Linked DNA regions of Triticum aestivum: region 1 is linked to region 2. A link is a contact called in public Hi-C data. All regions are on one chromosome and are shown on one strand. Each heading gives the region's core, a stretch centred on a gene start, on an enhancer-like site or on the middle of the called end of the contact. The rest is flanking DNA. Distances are from core to core; before and after follow the strand shown. Region 1 holds the start of LOC123189023 (ankyrin repeat and SAM domain-containing protein 6). Region 2 holds the start of LOC123189022 (nudC domain-containing protein 2).

What was found. A called contact is a pair of places that touch in the nucleus more often than the background predicts.
Region 1: a contact with region 2 is called in a Hi-C map of an unstated tissue, with 10 times the contacts expected there. The contact joins the promoter of LOC123189023 here to the promoter of LOC123189022 in region 2. A contact is called at or near these places in 2 of 5 Hi-C or Micro-C datasets (leaf and an unstated tissue).

The regions. Positions count from the first base shown.
Region 1 is chr2A:471,569,010-471,574,829 of IWGSC CS RefSeq v2.1, reverse strand. LOC123189023 (ankyrin repeat and SAM domain-containing protein 6) reads right to left here and starts at 2,044. Exons shown (of 6, transcript XM_044601340.1): 1 at 1,749-2,044; 2 at 772-833; 3 at 411-682. The coding sequence starts at 1,873.
Region 2 is chr2A:471,115,742-471,121,180 of IWGSC CS RefSeq v2.1, reverse strand. LOC123189022 (nudC domain-containing protein 2) reads left to right here and starts at 3,963. Exons shown (of 5, transcript XM_044601339.1): 1 at 3,963-4,420; 2 at 4,529-4,677; 3 at 4,816-4,864; 4 at 5,345-5,439. The coding sequence starts at 4,372.

The DNA.
Region 1 (5,820 bases), core at 795-3,294, 460 kb before region 2:
AAGTGATCCAAGGGAAATGCTGAAAACGCACATGTTATCCTAGTAATCTTTGTAGGAAGAGGGCTGTTCTTTGCAAATGAAATGCTAATGAGAGAGCTTAAAATAAAACATACACATAAACTCAATAAATAAAGGCTCAAACCTATGTCATGTAGACAAATATACCACCGGGATCAAGTGTTAATAGATACTCTGTATGGAATAGAAAAACATAGCAAGCTAAGCAAACATAGTGTCACAGCATTATCCAAAAGAGTTACTACAAATTTCATGCTGGGCATCATTTAGAAAGATCAGTTCCAGCAATTGATCTTTCAAGCTATTCATCAACCACTAAATAAAGTCTAGCGTTCTGGTACATGTGGAAAGCAAGAAACTGGGAAACTGTGTATCACCAACAGAATTCATACCTTTGGCTGAGAAGTCTTCTTGGATGTTGATGGTTTTGATACTTTCTTACTTAGGCGTACAGGCCTTTCATCAACAATTTCACGCCTTGTGACTTTCACAACCTCTGACACCGGTTTCCTCTTTTGAGGGTCAACATTTGATGGTTGTGCGTGCATTGTTCCAGATAACATCTCACGTAGATCACGTACCCCGGAACCCTTTTGGCCAGCAAACCCTTGCTGAGAGCTTTTCTTCTGAAGCTTGAATCGCAAATCCCGTGGATCAACTGATCCTTAAGTGCAGACAGATAAGAGTTAAATGGGGCCAAAATAAAAGGTAGGTTGCCTTACTTCATTTAAGATACATCAACAAATAGATTACTTGAAGCTGATTCATCATCCCGGTAAAGATCATGCTTCCATTTATCATCAGTTTGTCGTTGCCTACAGATAGCATACATCAAGAAATCAATACGCGTGAAATTAGCTAGTCTAGTGAAGTGGGGAAACATGATAGTACAATGCTCGCAAGAACTATAGACCCCTTAATAACTTAAACCATGCGTACTAGCAAAGAACATTGATCTTTCTTTTACAAGCAGGCTTAAATACATCAAGGCTCGTGTCAGCAAGCTTTACAAAGTATAAGTTTATACATGAGGATAGAAGTGAACCAACATATCCACCCTCGATACTTTCAGACTAGAAAGCAGGACTATTTTCTTTAGAAATAACAAACTATCTATTAAAAAATCAATAGCAATGCATTGGTGATTGATTCTGCAACAGTTCATACCTCAGTTACATAAGTTACTGCTAGATTGAGTAAAACACCGTGTCCAAGGTTACATCGCTAGCTTCTAGCTCCCACAGGCGCTATCAACTAGTATTATCCGAGCTCATTCCATAGTCCATACCATGATACTCAACATATGAAATCACAAATCCTCAGGTAAAACAGTAAAGCAAGCGCTTGACCAAAAAAAAGGATTATCCAGAAACCTACGCTGCAATTCCCATGTTATGCTGCATAATGACGTGGCGTCCAACAGACCAATTCATGATATTTGTCATGCAGAATCATTGAATCTGACACCACAATTTCCATCGCTCAGACAAACAACACACATCACGCGGCTCAAAGCTCGTCCTTACTCTCCACAACCTCAATTCTAACATGAATGAAGGCATGGAATCTAGGGGCGCCGCCCTCAGCACGAGCAACCTAAAACAAGGCCCTAATTTCCACCATCCCTAAGCACATAGGAACGCACAGAGCGAGAAGCCCCAAGCTAAGGTTACAGAGGGAGCCGTGGCAACGATATGGAAGGAGCAGGTGGGAGCGGAACTTAAGCTGACCTCTTGGACAGCGCGTTACGAGCCCGGCCGGCGGCGTCCGCGCCGCCGCGGTCGGAGGGGAGGTCGGCGTCAAGGCGGTCATGGATGGAGCGCTTGCGGCCGGTGGAGATCTGGTCTGCATACATCTCTGTCCCTGTTCCTACGTACTAGGGGAGGGTGGTTGGTCTAGGGTTTCGACTTTCGAGCCGACACGATATGAGGGATGAGGGAGGGAAGAGAGGAGGAGGGACGGTGGCGAGGCGAAGGAGATGAACGAACGGAGGAAAATGGCAGGTAGGGCTGGGATGCGGGCCCAGTTGTCTGTACACGAATTTATATGGACCCGACTAGCTGGCACCCGAGTGCCCTCCCATATACGGAAAGAAACCACGCCGCGCGGACACGCAAAAATGAAACCACATGCCCCATGTCTTGTCGCTTCACCTGATCGAGCCGATCACGGGTTCCTGTCGTCGGTCCCTCCCCCTCCTTGCATCCTCGCGCACGCTCCACTACTATCCCCAGCGCCCTCACGCACCTCACGCGACCACTTTCTCCCTTTTCTTTGAAAGACAAGTCCGCGCAGGGGTCCCCTTCTTCCTCCTTATTCCTCTTTTCTTCCTCTAAAATAGATTTGCCCCATCAATGGCGTCTTGAAGAACAAGCCGACGCAAGAACCTCTCTTTGCTCCTCCTTGCTCCAAAAATCAGATCTGGAGACAACAAAGGAGAGCCTACCTCCCCCCAAAAAGGTAAGCACCACCTCTCCCGGCTTTCTCTCTTCCCTACTCAACCACCCCAGCCTTGCCCTACTTGAACATCAACTAGTTTTTAGTTTGTTCTTTGATTTGGTGAAAAAAATAAGAGCAACTTGTAGATTGCTTTGAGCCAACCATATGTATGGCATGCATCTTGAGCAACTCTTATGAAACAAAAAGCAACACCAGTACAAAAATAGGGCAACTCTAGTGCGAAAAAATATGCAGGAGCATTGCACAGCTTTGCAGGTACATTGCAACACCAAAACCTAATTCTCTATACTGTATGCATTGAAACAACTCTGTGCGATGGTAGCTGTGCAAAAAGTCTAGAGTTGCCTCTAGGAGGTGTAAAAACAGGGAAACTCTAGTACTAAACACATGCAACTCCCTGTGCATGAAAGCATGTACAACCAAAAAAATATAAAACTCATGTTAGAAGCGGGTAGAAAAAGTAGTAACTTGCATGTGTTAAAACACAACTTTTACATATCAGTATGGTTCTCGCTAAGACACAAATGACAAACGCATAAAAGGACACATAAAAACATATTCGAGCAATCCCACACTAAGGTACTTTGCTACATTGCATATGGTCTCACTAAAAAAAGGCATAAACTACACTAAAGGATAGGCCTTCTGTTGGGGAATGTAGCATGCAATTTCAAAAAAAAATCCTACGATCACGCAAGATCTATCTAGGAGATGCATAGCACCGAGACGGGGAGAGTGTGTCCATGTACCCTCGTAGACCGAAAGCGGAAGCATTATATTAACGCGGTTGATGTAGTCGAACGTCTTCACGATCCAACCGATCCAAGTACTGAACGTACAGCACCTCCGTGTTCAGCACACGTTTAGCTCGATGACGTCCCTCGAGCTCTTGATCCAGTAGAGGGTCGAGGGAGAGTTCCGTCAGCACGACGACATGGTGACGGTGTTGGTGATGTGATCCGCGCAGGGCTTCGCCTAAGAACTACGACGCTATGACCAGATGAGTAAACTGTGGAGAGGGGCACCACACACGGCTAAGAGAACAATTGATGTGCTTTGGGGTGCCCCCTGCCCCCATATATAAAGGAGGGGAGGAGGAGGCCGACTACCAAGGGGCGCGCTAGGGAGAGGGGAGTCCTACTAGGACTCCAGTCCTAGTAGGATTCGGCCCTCCTTTTTTTCCTTCTTCCAGAGGGGGAAAGGGGGAAATGAGAGGGAGTAGGAGAAGGAAAGGGGGGCGTCGCCCCCTTCCCTAATCCAGTTCGGCCTCCTCCCTTGTGGGGGTGCACCAGCCCGTTGTGGGCTGGTTAGCCTTCCTCCTATGGCCCATATCTTTCCTCGGGGTGTTCCGGTAACCCCTCCGGTACTCCGGTATGTACCCGATACACTCTGGAACCCTTCCGGTGTCGGGATACTACCTTTCAATATATCGATCTTTACCTCTCGACCATTTTGAGACTCCTCGTCATGTCCGTGATCTCATCCAGGGCTTTGAACAAACTTCGGTCACCAAAACACATAACTCATAATATAAATCGTCATCGAACGTTAAGCGTGCGGACCCTACGGGTTCAAGAACTATGTAGACATGACCGAGACACATCTCCGGTCAAAAACCAACAGCGAAACCTAGATGCTCATATTGGTTCCTACATATTCTACGAAGATATTTATCGGTCAATTCGCAATAACAACATATTTTATTCCCTTTGTCATCGGTATGTTACTTGCCCGAGATTCGATCGTCGGTATCATCATACCTAGTTCAATCTCATTACTGGCAAATCTCATCATCCCGCAACTAACTCATTAGTCACATTGCTTGCAAGGCTTATAATGATGTGCATTACCGAGAGGGCCCAGAGATACCTCTCCGATACTCGGAGTGACAAATCCTAATCTCGATCTATGCCAACCCAACAAACACCTTCGGAGACACCTGTACATCATCTTTATAATCACCCAGTTACGTTGTGACGTTTGATAGCACACAAGGTGTTCCTCCGGTATTCGGGAGTTGCATAATCTCATAGTCAAAGGAATATGTATAAGTCATGAAGAAAGCAATAGCAATAAAACTAAACGATCAACATGCTAAGCTAACGGATGGGTCTTGTCCATCACATCATTCTCCTAATGAGGTGATCTCGTTCATCAAATGACAAGACATGTCTGTGGTCGGGAAACTTAACCATCTTTGATTAACGAGCTAGTCAAGTAGAGGCATACTAGGGACATTTTGTTTTGTCTATGTATTCACACGTGTACTAAGTTTCCGGTTAATACAATTCTAGCATGAATAATAAACATTTATCATGATATAAGAAAATATAAATAACAACTTTATTATTGCCTCTAGGGCATATTCCCTTCAGTCTCACACTTGCACTAGAGTCAATAATCTAGTTCACATCGTCATGTGATTTAACACCAATACTTCACATCTTTATGTGATTAGTTCACATCTCCATGTGACTAATACCCAAATGGTTTACTAGAGTCAATAATCTAGTTCACATCGCTATGTGATTAACACCCAAAGAGTGATCATGTTTTGCTTTGTGAGATAAGTTTAGTCAATGGGTCTACCACATTCAAAGCCGTATGTATTTTGCAAATTTTCTATGTCTACAATGCTCTGCACGGAGCTACTCTAGCTAATCGCTCCCACTTTCAATATGTATCCAGATTGAGACTTAGAGTCATCCGGATCAGTGTCAAAGTTTGCACCGACGTAACCCTTTACAATGAACTTTTTGTCACCTCCATAACCGAGAAACATGTCCTTATTACACTAAGGATAATTTTGACCGATGTCTAGTGATCCACTCCTGGATCACTATTGTACCCTCTAGCCAAACTCATGGTGAGGTACACAATAGGTCTGGTACACAGCATATCGTACTTTATAGAACCTATGACTGAGGCATAGGAAATGACTTTTCATTCTCTTTCTATTTTCCGCCGTGGTCGAGTTTTGAGTCTTTACTCAACTTCACACCTTACAATGCAGGCAAGAACTCCTTCTTTGACTGATCCATTTTGAACTCCTTCAAAATCTTATCAAGGTATGTACTCATCGAAAGTCTTATCAAGCGTCTTGATATATCTTTATAGATCTTGATGCCCAATGTGTAAGTAGCTTCACTGAGGTCTTTCATTGAAAAATTCTTATTCAAGTGTCCTTTTATGCTATCCTGAAGTTCTTTATTATTTCCAATTAACAATATGTCATCCACATATAATATCAGAAATGCTACAGAGCTCCCACTCACTTTCTTGTAAATACAGGCTTCTCCAAAAGTTTGTATAAAACCATATGCTTTTTCACACTATCAAAGC
Region 2 (5,439 bases), core at 2,714-5,213:
CCAAGAAGGGGTTCTTGCCTGTATTGCAAGGTATGAGATTGAGCACGGCTCAATGCCCGACCACGGCAGAAGATAGAGAAAAGATGAGTGTTGTCCCCTATGCCTCGGCCATAGGGTCTATTATGTATGCCATGCTGTGTACCAGACCTGATGTAAACCTTGCCGTGAGTTTGGTAGGAAGGTACCAAAGTAATCCCGGCATGGAACACTAGACATCGGTCAAGAATATCCTGAAGTACCTGAAAAGGACTAAGGATATGTTTCTCGTTTATGGAGGTGACGAAGAGCTCGTCGTAAAGGGTTACGTCGATGCTAGCTTCGACACAGATCTGGATGACTCTAAGTCATAAACCGGATACGTGTATATTTTGAATGGTGGGGCAGTCAGCTGGTGTAGTTGCAAGCAAAGCGTCGTGGCGGGATCTACATGTGAAGCAGAGTACATGGCAGCCTCGGAGGCAGCACAAGAAGCAATCTGGATGAAGGAGTTCATTACCGACCTAGGAGTTATTCCCAATGCGTCGGGCCCGATGACACTCTTCTGTGACAACACTAGAGCTATTGCCCTTGCCAAGGAGCCCAGGTTTCACAGGAAGACCAGGCATATCAAGCGTCACTTCAACTCCATTCGTGAAAATGTTCAAAATGGAGACATAGATATTTGTAAAGTGCATACAGACCTGAATGTCGCAGATCCGTTGACTAAACCTCTTCCTCGAGCAAAACATGATCAACACCAGAACTCTATGGGTGTTCGATTCATCACAATGTAACTAGATTATTGACTTTAGTGCAAGTGGGAGACTGTTGGAAATATTCCCTAGAGGCAATAATAAAATGGTTATTATTATATTTCCTTGTTCATGATAATTGTCTATTGTTCATGCTATAATTGTGTTATCCAGAAATCGTAATACATGTGTGAATACGTAGACCACAACATGTCCCTAGTGAGCCTCTAGTTGACTAGCTCGTTGATCAATAGATGGTTACAGTTTCCTGACCATGGACATTGGATGTCATTGATAACGGGATCACATCATTAGGAGAATGATGTGATGGACAAGACCCAATCCTAAGCATAGCGCAAGATCGTGTAGTTCGTCTGCTAAAGCTTTTCTAATGTCAAGTATCTTTTCCTTAGACCATGAGATTGTGCAACTCCCGGATACTGTAGGAATACTTTGGGTGTGCCAAACGTCACAACGTAACTGGGTGACTATAAAGGTGCACTACGGGTATCTCTGAAAGTGTCTGTTGGGTTGGCACGAATCGAGACTGGGATTTGTCACTCCATATGACGGAGAGGTATCTCTCGGCCCACTCTGTAAGACATCATCGTAATGAGCTCAATGTGACTAAGGGTTGGTCACGGGATGATGTGTTACGCAACGAGTAAAGTGACTTGCCGGTAACGAGATTGAACGAGGTATTGGGATACCGACGATCGAATCTCGGGTAAGTAACATACCGATTGATAAAGGGAATTGTATACGGGATTGCTTGAATCCTCGACATCGTGGTTCATCCGATGAGATCATCATGGAACATGTGGGAACCAACATGGGTATCCAGATCCCGCTATTGGTTATTGGTCGGAGAGTTATCTCGGTCATGTCTGCATGGTTCCCAAGCCCGTAGGGTCTACACACTTAAGGTTCGATGACGCTAGGGTTATTAGGAAGATTTGTATGTGATTACCGAATGTTGTTCGGAGTCCCGGATGAGATCCCGGACATCACGAGGAGTTCCGGAATAGTCCGGGGTGAAGATTTATATATGGGAAGTCATCATACGGTCACCGAAAATATTCGGAGGTATACCGGTATTGTACCGGGACCACCGGAGGGGTTCCGGGGGTCCACCAGGAGGGTCCACCTGCCCCGGAGGGCCTTATGGCCTGTAGGTGGAAGGGAACCGGCCCCTAGTGGGCTGGGCGCCATCCCCCCTAGGGCCCATGCGCCTAGGGTTTGGGGGGAATCCTAAAAGGGGGCGCCCCCCTTGCTTGGGGGGCAAGCCCCCTCCCCCTTGGCCGCCGCCCCCTCTAGATCTCATCTAGAGGGGCCGGCCCCCTTCCCCCTTCTCCCTATAAATAGAGGGGCGAAGGGAGGGCTGCAACACCACATCCAAGGCGCAGCCCCTCCCCTCCCCAACACCTCTCCTCCTCTGCGTGAGCTTGGCGAAGCCCTACCGGAGAACTGCCACTCCAACACCACCACGCCATCGTGCTGGTGTTGGAGCCTTCTTCCTCAACCTCTCCCTCCTCCTTGCTGGATGAAGGCGCGGGAGATGTCACCGAGCTGCACGTGTGTTGAACACGGAGGCACCGTTGTTCGGTGCTCAGATCGGATTCGGCCGCGATCTGAATCGCTACGTGTACGACTCCTCCAACCGCGTTCTTGCAACGCTTCTGACTCGCGATCTTCAAGGGTATGAAGATGCACTCCCCTCTCGTTGCTAGTTACTCTATAGATTGATCTTGGTGATGCGTAGAAAAATTTTAATTTCTGTAACGATCCCCAACAATAAGTTTCTATTTTCCATCGTACTAGTTTCCGATGTACTATTTGTGCAATCTTTACTTTCCGGTCTATAAACCAAAAATACAAAAAAAATACCGTTCATCTATCTCTATCAGATCTCAGTTTTGCAAGTAATCGTGAAGGGATTGACAACCCCTTTATCGCGTTGGGTGCAAGTTGTTTGATTGTTTGTGCAGGTATTAGGTGATTTGTGCGTTCTGGATGGATACCTTGGTTCTCAAACTGAGGAAAATACTTATCTCTACTTTGTTGCATTACCCTTTCCCCTTCAAGGAAAAAACCAACGCAAGCTCAAGAAGTAGCACCGTCCTCGATGTGCTCGAGGACGGCTTCGAGCATGCGGCCGGGGACGCCCCACCATTGGCACCGTCCCTCGGAGTTGAGGCGGCCACGAGGCTCGACGCTGTTCGTGGAGGCGAGCTGTTCTTCGTTGCGGCGGCCGACATACGCCGTCCATAGCGTGTGGCTGTCGGGGACGTACCTTAGCTGCGGTCGCGCGTGATCTCGGCGCGTCGATCAGCACCGATGGGCGCCGGTGGCATCGGGACACCGCCGGCGCCGAGCTTCAAGAGCCAGGCACCCACATGTTCAGCGGCGCTGGGTAGTCCGCCTCGTAGAGGAGGCGGGCTTCGTCCTCATGCAGGTGGCGACGGCCGAAGCCGTTGGACGCCGCTCCGTCGCCGGGGTAGCGCTCGACCATGGTTTTGAGACGAGGAGAGAGGGGAGAGGGGCGTCGTCGGTGAGAGGGGGAGAGGTGATGTGGCGAGGAACTGTGCGGCCACTGACGAGTGTGGGACGGCTTTTATAGTCGCGGATGGGTGGCGAACGGGCAGCAGCCATGTGTACGCGTGACGGGAGGGGCGGGAGGCGCGTCAGCGCGCTTTCACTGCGCCGCTCGTGAGGAATCAATGGAAGGCTGACCGACAGCAGCCTTCTCGTTGATTCCCCGAGGAAAAACGAGGCGATGAGGACGATGAACGCACCTAATCGCTGACTGGACGGGTCCACCAAGCTTTCGCGCCAAAAAAGTTTCCTTCCGACGCCCCCGGGCGTCCCCCAGCGCGTCGGGTTCGGTCTAGGTCCGCCGACGTCAAAATCGGGCCTAGCCGGCGAAAAATTGGCTTGTAAGGACACGACTGGGCCATTTTTTTCGCGCCAACAATAAAAAATGGTGTTGGGGGGCTTGTTGACGCGGGGACGGGGTGTGGATATGCTCTTGTTTGTACTCCCTTCGTCCAAAAATATTTGTCATCAAAATAAATAAAAAAGAATATATCTACATGTATTTTAGTTTTAAATACATCTTTTTTTATCCATTTTAATGATAAGTATTTTCGGACGAAAGAAGTAACAGACATTATAGCTGTTTAATTGAAGTGTTGCGGTGACCATTCGGTGATTTTTTTTTTTTTTTGAGAACGTGCATTCGGTGATCCGGTTGCCTGAGGAAACAGGGGGACGCAGCTGTTTGGCCGCTGTTTGGCCGAAGCAGACCATCTTCCCCAATCGAAACAACCCGCTGTTTGGCCGAAGCAGACCACCTACGCAGCAGATTCTGCGGGCTCCGGCGGCCCCTGCCACCTCCGGCGACATCTACGTGCTCCCCTCGACCTCCTCCACAAATCCCCTTTGCTTGGTTGGTCCGCCTCCAGCCCTGCACGTATATCGACGACACCACCAAACCCTACTTGTCGCCGCCCTCCTTAGTCGTTGACATCGCGGGAGTGGCGTTCTGCGGCGTCTCTTCTTCTCCATCTCCCTCAACCATCGCGTTCCTCAGCCGATCCAGAAGCCTCTAGAAGCGTCGCGAGCGCCGAATCCCGCGGCCATGGCGGAGAGGCTGGCACCCGAGAAGCGCCATGCCTTCGTCCACAATGGTAAGCCTCCCCGGTCTAACGCTCCACTTTCTTCTAGAGCGTTCCAGAGCCTGCCCTCACCTATGGTTTCTCCCCTCCTCTCCCCCAATGGATTGCGTGGGGGCGCAGGGCAGAAGGTTTTCGAATGGGACCAGTCGCTGGAGGAGGTGAACATGTACATCGAGCTCCCCAAGAACGTGCCCACCAAGCTGATTCAGTGTGTGATCCAGGCCGGCCACGTTGAGGTCGGCATTCGCGGCCACCCGCCCTACCTCAACGTCCGTGATTTACTCTCTCTCCCTCTCTCTCTCTCTCTCTCTCTTCCAATTCGATTCCACTCGAGCTCGTGCTAAATATTGAGCTCTTTCTTGATTTGTGTTTGTATCTTTAAATTTGATATGTGGATTGTTTTGCAGCATGACCTTATGCACCCCGTGAAGACCGATTCGTCTTTCTGGACGATAGGTATGGCTCATTTCTCTCCCACCTGGAATTATTGGTCTCCCAGCTACAGAGTTTTGGCGGATTTTAGGTATCTGTTTGGGTTAGTGCAGAACTAGAAAGCGCAATCAGCTCATCCAGTGCAGTCTGCAATGGCACATTTAGTGCAGAACTCATCTACGAGTTTTTACTAGATTTAGCTCTTCTTCACTCTGCAGTGAATTATTTAAGGGCATAAAACCTTTTTCTCTGGTCCATTTACAAAATATCAATGTAGGAAAAGGAAAAACACACTAAATTTATTCAGTGCACCATATGCTGCAGTAATTTTGTGGAGTGCCATTATTTTGTGGGCTAGTTTGCATATGGGTATGCTGCCATGGGTGAGAAGTCACCGGTATGAGGTTTATCAAGCATTAGGGAGACATCTATATCAACCATTACGTCATTAGCGCCTTCTGCTGATCTATATTTTTAATATGGATCATTGTGATTACAATGCAGAGGACGGTGAATTGCATATCACTCTGCAAAAAAGGGAAAAGGGGAAAGCATGGGCATCTCCAATAAAAGGCCAAGGTAGCTTAGATCCATATGCT